2 separate regions of the Mus musculus genome follow, and region 2 is linked to region 1. A link is a contact called in public Hi-C data. All regions are on one chromosome and are shown on one strand. The core of a region is the stretch at or near the end of the contact, and the rest is flanking DNA. Distances in the headings are between cores, read along the strand shown. Region 1 holds the start of Bag2 (BCL2-associated athanogene 2). Region 2 overlaps Zfp451 (zinc finger protein 451).

What was found. A called contact is a pair of places that touch in the nucleus more often than the background predicts.
Region 2: a contact with region 1 is called in a Hi-C map of the C2C12 cell line, with 2.0 times the contacts expected there. The contact joins the enhancer-like site here to the promoter of Bag2 in region 1. A contact is called at or near these places in 19 of 39 promoter capture datasets (the 3T3-L1 cell line, 3T3-L1-derived adipocytes, the C10 cell line and 12 more), 1 of 15 datasets of contacts at CTCF or cohesin (CD8 T cells), 28 of 484 Hi-C or Micro-C datasets (3T3-L1-derived adipocytes, the 63-12 cell line, the AML12 cell line and 20 more), 6 of 115 datasets of contacts at active chromatin or transcription factors (the 230-238 cell line, CD8 T cells, the SCID.adh cell line and 1 more) and 4 of 9 other capture datasets (adipose tissue, embryonic stem cells, liver and 1 more).

What each region holds. Positions count from the first base shown.
Region 1 is chr1:33,756,254-33,760,034 of GRCm38.p6, reverse strand. It overlaps Bag2 (BCL2-associated athanogene 2), which reads left to right and starts at 2,285. Exons shown (of 3, transcript NM_145392.2): 1 at 2,285-2,456. The coding sequence starts at 2,344.
Region 2 is chr1:33,790,779-33,794,307 of GRCm38.p6, reverse strand. The region is part of intron 3 of Zfp451 (zinc finger protein 451); the gene reads left to right. Among named protein-coding and RNA genes, the nearest start is that of Zfp451, 22 kb to the left of the region's middle. Within about 2 kb of position 1,632, at least 18 of the 459 cell types and tissues checked have an H3K27ac peak or open chromatin away from gene starts, as enhancers often do. A contact at or near this core is called in the C2C12 cell line, embryonic fibroblasts and muscle stem cells, where this site is marked.

The DNA of each region.
Region 1 (3,781 bases), core at 1,036-3,535:
ACAATAAGTAAGCAGATAAAACTATTGGCCGGGCAGTGGTGGCACACGCCTTTAATCCCAGCACTCGGGAGGCAGAGGCAGGCAGATTTCTGAGTTCCAGGCCAGTCTGGTCTATAGAGTGAGTTCCAGGACAGCCAGGGCTACACAGAGAAACCCTGTCTCAGAAAACAAACAAAACCAGAAAAACCAAAAACATTCCATATCTGTTGGGTGACGTGCCGACTGAAGAAGGGAGGGTAATGTACAGGGTTGGGACTGAGCTTACTGCAGCTCTGGGGATCATCAAATCTGGGGCAGCATCTTGCTGTGCAGCCTAGGTTAGCCTCCAGCTTGCTGGAATTACAGATAGCCACCACTGGGCTCAACTCAGAAGACATGTTTAACATCCAGGGAAATTTTCACTGGTAAATGAGCTTAAGCAAAGAGTCGAAAGAGCCATGTGAAAAGCTTACAAGATGGCCCCTGACTTTGAGAGATGCTGCCTTGTTTACCCTGATGAGCCACTGGAGGTTTGGGAGAGCTTATGGTACAGCCTACTGTGCTTGAATGCTGTGTTGATGGGAGAGGCTCTTTAAGACACATGTGAGAGAGCACACGGGGCTCTGCAGTCATCCAGGTAAGGACGAGTCGGTGGGATCAAGGAGGATTCTGAAGGTAGAACTGGTACCTATTCATGGATTGTATCTAGGATACAAGAGTGAAAGAGCCCAGGGTGATTCTAGGCTAGGTGACTAAAGATTACCTGTTTTGCTGATTGTGAAGCCAAACTAGGCACCGCCAGGATGCAAAAGACAAAGATTTGCAACCTGCACCAGGCAGGAAGAGTTCCAGAGCCATTACCAAAGCAAAGCTCTCCACAAGCTCAGGTAGCACTGAGGGATTTTTTTTTTTTTTCTTTCAGGAATCCTGTACATATTCATGAAGGAACATGCCTATTCCAAAGCATGCTCAGTTTAAAGTCATAATTTATATAAGGAAAAGAGCATAGGCGTGTCATTAGACAGGAGCATATCCGTAGTAACTTAGACTGGAGATGCCTCTGTGCGTGTTCAACGTGTGGAGACATTTAAACAAACATATGAAGATCCCTGCCATTTTAGTTACTTTCCTACTGCTGTGATAAAACACCTCCACCAAGACAACTTGTAAAAGAAAGCATTTAATTGGACTTAGATACAGAGGGTCTGAGTCTATGATGGCTGCAGAGACATGTCCTGAGCACTCAGATCTCAAACCCAAGCAGAGGCAGAGAGACACTGGGAATAGCTTGGTCTTCTGAAACCTGCCCACGGGGAGTGATACACTTCCTTCAGCAAGGCCACACCCAGGCCTCCCCAGTGTTCAAGTGCTAGAGAGCACAGATGGCATCTCATTCAAACCACCACATCTGCCTGGCCTCGTTGCCAACCTAACAGAGCTATGTCTGCGGCCACTTTTATTTTTCCTTTGACACTTGCTGAAGCTACCCAGCCTAGCCTTGAATCCACCCTGGCCCACGTTACACAACTTGTCAGCCTCCAGAGGAGCATTAGACCTGAGACCTGCCCAAGTTCAGACTTTCAAGATGTCCACAAAATGTTCAGATTTCACGGTTGTATCGTGAGATGACAGTGTTTAATGAAGCCAAGATAATCCACCGTTTATTAGTATTAAGATGTGTTCGGGGTGTGGTGGGGACAGGATTAGAAACTGTACTTAAGGGGCTTGTCTCTGTTCAGTAATCTAATGGCTTTGAGTTCTGGGTAAAGGATGTAAATGTACTTTGTTTCCCATTTTCTGTACCCTGTACACTGAGAGGACAAAACACAACTTTAAGATGCGGCTTCGTATTTCAGACCTACTGACCTCTGCAGCTTCTGACATCTAAGCCTACTGAATATCATTCGCAGAGGGTTTAAACAAGTTATGTGTGATAGTAATAATCCTTTCATTGGAAAGGGGAGACAACACGGATCCACTTGGCTTCTCCTTATTTGGAGCCTGTGGTCTAGGCTTTCCCTGTCCTCTCCCGAGCCTGCCTGGTCACCGGACAGGTCGAACAAGTAGAGACTGCCCTAGGGTGCACTGGATTGTCTCCTCTTCTCACGGGCTGCACCCACTTCGTCCTTGCTGTGAACCGTGGGTGCTGGGAGGACCGGCCGAGGCCCTGGGCGCCGGGGCAGGGTCCCCCACCCTGGCGTGCCCGCGGCTGCGACCGCGCCTGCCCTTGTTTGGCCGCACGGCCTCGGGGGTGGAGAGCCGGGGAGGTGGGGGCGGTGCCGTCCGCGTCAGCGGCGCCCGTGGTGACGGCGACGTGCGGCTCGCGCCACTGCTGCCCGCGGACGCCGAGGACCCCCGGAGCTCATGGCCCAGGCGAAGATCAGCGCCAAGGCCCACGAGGGCCGCTTCTGCCGCTCGTCTTCCATGGCCGACCGCTCCAGCCGCCTGCTGGAGAGTCTGGACCAGCTGGAGCTCAGGTGAGGGCCGCGGGGCGCGCACAGGGGCGAGCGCGGGCGGGGGCGCGCTCCGGTTGGGCTCCCCTCCCCCGGCCCGGCAGACTGGCGAGCGAGTGCGGCTTGCAGAACTTCCAGAATCTTCTGCGCGGTCCCCCTCTGCCTTTAACTTTTCTGCTTCCAGGAGGGAGGCAGCAGGTTGGTGTGCCCCCCCCCCCCTCACCCCACACTGGAGTAAGTTTCTTTGCCCCAGATCACTTCATAGTAATACAAGTGTAAGGGAGGGGGGGGTGGTAGTATCCAGGACGGCCCCTCCTGGGGATCATCGAGAATCGGACTCATGAGAGACCGCGCGAGGTACACCGAAGTTGGATACCATCCTTCATTCTCTCAACCACGTGCAATGCCCTCTGCAGTCTGTCCGTGTTTGTTGTACATTTAGAAGACACGGCTGACACCTTGGAAGTGCCAATCGCAGGCCCGAAAACACCAAAGGCAGGAGTCACACTCTCCCTAAGATTCTGACACGGGGACAGCCTTGTCGTAAAATTTCTAACTCATGAATACTACTAACGAATGCTGTGAACACTTGGTTGGCTTTAACCACGTGAGCCTTATGTATCTGGTGGAAATGTTAATGTCTTCAAAGTTGTGCAAGTTTTGATCATGTGCAGGTGTTCCATGAAAATCTTATCAAGATGCCCTGACACACACGTTGTTCCCTAGTTTTCTCCGGGTTCTGCGTAAGCAGAACACTATGACCCAAAATTATAAGAGGGAGATGAATCTCCCTCCACGCAGCCACCAAACACAGGGAAGTGTGTCTGCACAGGAAAAAAAAAATGCAAGCAGTGTTCGTTACACGGGAGGCGCTCATTACTGTTACTATTAGGAGAAAAGAGCCAGAAGGTGAGAAAACTTTCACTGACTGTGGAGTAGCCACAAAAGAAACCTGAACCCTATATCCCCCAACTCCGGGAGACAAAGGGACCTGCGCTGTGAAAGGGGGCGAGAATGTTTCCTTGTGCGAGGTAGGCTCTAACCTTTGACAGTATATTCCCAACTGCTCCGATTTTTTTTCTTGAAAGGGTTCAGGAAGTTGTGACTCTTCAAGCTGAGTCATTGTTCTGAACCTTTACTTAATCAAGCCTGTGTGCCGAGTCCTTGCTCTTCTCCTGGGGGCCTCTTGAAAGTCTGGAGTTTGCATAGACATTCTAGTGTCTGATTACTATCAAAGGAATCCTGACTACCAAACATAAGCGATTAAATTACGTTACTTATTAACAGTTGCGCTGAAGGGGTTTTATTTCTGTGTTTAATGGTTCAAGGCCTTTACCAGTAACTGCAGA
Region 2 (3,529 bases), core at 383-2,882, 35 kb before region 1:
GACCTCACTGTTAGCAAGTCATCTACTGTCTCAGCCTCAGTTTCCCTACTTTAAGGTACTAACTGGGTATGGTGACACATACCTTTACATGCCAGCACTGGGAGGCAGACACAGGCTGGTCCAAATAGTGACTTCCAGGACAGCTAAGTATAAAGTAATGACTGGAATACTATGAAAAACAATAAAGCCCACTGCAGATTTAATTTTATAACTAATTTTGACGTTCCGCATTCTGAGATTTTCTATGAATAGGATGATATTGGATATAAACAGATGCATACTTTTCTTTAAAGATGTGTTACATGCATGCCATGCATCTTGATCCTATTCACCCTCCTGCTATTCTGAGCCTACCCCCACCCCACCCCACCCGGGCCAACTTAATGGCTCTTTACAAACATTTCCCATTGTATGAAGTCGTCCATTGGGAATGGGCAGCCCACCGGTACTCAGCCTTCAGTACCCACTGTGTGCAGGCAAGGGCCAAGAAAGGTATGGGTTTACTGAGGGCTGGTTATGATCTCCCCTGGGACCCTGTCTCAGAACTAAAACCAGGAGAGAACCAGGTATTCTCTTGATCGAGGCAAATGCCAGTACACTGTAGAAACTACTAAATTCGGAGGAAAACTTGTGGTGATGTTGGATGAGAAGGCCAGCTGGAGAGTCAGCTTTTCTACCAACCATCTCACCTGAGCTTTCCGGATGTCAGTGTAGTTGGTCTGCTGGAGAAACAGCCATTCCTTTAGGGGGAAGAGCTGACTCCTGCATGGGTGAGATGGCCTTGAATGTGCCTGGCTTCAGAATGGTTAAGAACAGCTGTTAGGGGACAGAAATGGAGAAAGTTAAACTGCAGAAATGGTAAGTTATACATGAAAATGTTTTGGTTCTTATGACTCAAAGTAGTGTTTCAATGGAGGTTTTGGAAGTAATCCAGAAATTGTTTTATACTCTGTCTGCGGCAGATATCTAAAATATTTTAAGCTCAAAGAAATATCTTGGCATTGCCTTTCCGGTCTAGGGCAGCATAAATCGTGAGAGAGAATTTAGGACTATTGGAGCGAAAGCACTGGAGACAAACAATATGGTTGTCCATTGTGGCTACTGCTGCACAGGGTCCCTTCCTCAGAGCAGCTACATGTGGCTGATATCTCTTAGTGTTGACTTAGGAAGTTTCCAGGTAGACTTGGAGAAAATGAACATTTGTAAGACTGTTGTAATTGACATGTGTGTGTATAGGAACTGTAAACCTGGTGCTCGTGGTAATTTTGGTAACCCCAACCACTTTTTTTCTTTTTATTACTACTTTTCCCTGATATAGGATCTCGTGTAGCCCATGCTGGCTTTGAACACACTGTATAGCTGAGGATCTAGATTTTTTTTTTTTAATTCTCCTACTTCCACTTGAGTGCTAGGGTAACAGAATGAGCCATCATGCTTGGTTTATGCTGTGCTGGGGCTCAAACCTGGGCTTTGTTCATGGTAGATAAGCAGATAAGCAGGTAAGCAGCTTACCAGTTCATACATTCCAAGCCTTTACCTTTTTGAGACAGGGTCCACTCTATAGCCCAGGCAGTGGTCCTTCTGCTTCAGCCTCCTGAGTGTGGGAGTCACTGGCATGAGTCACTGTGCCTAGTCCTGCATACTCTTTTCCCTGTCTTTTCTTCCTGGCTTGCTTTCTCCCCACCCCTCCTTGTCTCTGTTAGAGTCATCTCAGTGGCACTCAGGGTTGAGAAGTAACTCTCCTTTATCAGTTTTACGTATTCAAAGATAGTTAGAAATTCCTTCTTAAATCCCAAAGTTGTATAAACTGAACATACATACGTGTTTCCTGTGCTAAGAGGGTCTGTCATTAGAAAAATTATAGATACTAACAGTTTTGCTCAAAAGACGCCACAGATAGGATCTTATTTAACAGGTTTGGTGGTACCGGCTTCCTTAGTGGTATGCAGAACAGAATGAGGTATATCTGCATGTTTGTTTTTGATGTTGTTTATATAAAGCAGATAATCTGTGTACTTTGTATTTGTGAACAACTCGAGTGTGAGGGAGATGGCTTTGTAAAAAGAGGGTTTCTTGGTTTCAGAATTATTGCTGGGGATCGTGACTCTATATTGTACTGCATTGTGTTTATCTCCTGCTTTATCTGTATTTGATATAAAATTCTTGAGAAAACTTGCTGCCTTTCTTTTTTTTTTTGGTTTTTTGAGACAGGGTTTCTCTGTGTAGCCCTGGCTGTCCTGGCACTCGTTCTGTAGACCAGGCTGGCCTCGAACTCAGAAATCCGACTGCCTCTGCCTCCCGAGTGCTGGGATTAAAGGCGTGCGCCACCACGCCCGGCTAACTTGCTGCCTTTCAAACTGTTTCTTTGGGATGAGGCTTAAATCACAAATTGGGCAAAAAGGGGCTTCTTGTCCCCAGAACTTTGGGGTTGCAAACAGACCTTGGAGCTTTAGAATGGTAGTGATGAAGGCTTTGATTGGTGATGCTTTTGCTTCAGGGAATCTTCCCAATCTCCTGTGTGTCAGGTGTCACTACAGACAAAGTGACAAATCAGAGGGGTGCACCAGAACAGGCCATACCCAGCTCTCACGAGAAGAGGGAGGAAGGGAAGGCTACTTAGGAGAACAGGAGGGAAAGAGGCAGTTTTACTGGGACAGTGGTACAGAGACAGGTGGCAGAGAAGAGAGAACAAGCCTAGACACAGGTGACGGGAGAAGGAGCTGGAGAAGGAGAATGACCCAGAAGATTTAGAACATAGTGTCAGGGTTAGTCTGTGGCAAAGCAGAACAATTCAAGAGAGGCTGAGAGAAGTCAGATTGAATCAGCATGGAAGAGGCATTTTGAGCCAGAATAGCTGAGTTGAATCAGCCAGAGTTCAGAAAGAACAAGAAAGGATGAGCTTATTCAGGAGTAAGTGTCAAGGCTAAAAACATTCTAGGCCTAGCTAAGATTATATGGAGGATAGAAGCTTCTAGGACTAGGTCTGGGTTAGCAGACATGCAGTAAGCCTCAGAGACAACAGTTAGTCCACGTGAATAAAATGCTTTTACACTGGAGCTAGGAGTTGGAGACTTTAACAAGAAGATCATAATAGGAACTAGTCTCTTTTAAAACAAAACATATACTAGAAAGACACATTTAAGTAAACAAAAATAATACTAATTGGTGTTGGCCAAATAGGTTTTGCTTTAAAATGACAATGGTACTTGGTCTCAAAACTGAAAATATTTTCTCAAGATGAGCCAGTAAGCCAGCCTTCTATCTGTAAGTCGCTTATCTTAATTCTTAGTTTTTTCATATACCTCCTGTATCGCCCAGGTTGGTATGTATCTAAAGCATGATCTTGGATAAGCTTCTCACCACTTCTCAGGTAGCTGGGACTATAGGCATGTGCACCTACACCTAGACCCTATACACTTCTGTTGAACGTGGAAGTTGTAGCCAACCATTTACCTCAAGGATATTTCCAAACAACAAAAGATTGAGAGCTTTAACACATTCTGCCTTTATCTACTCTTGATCATTAGTA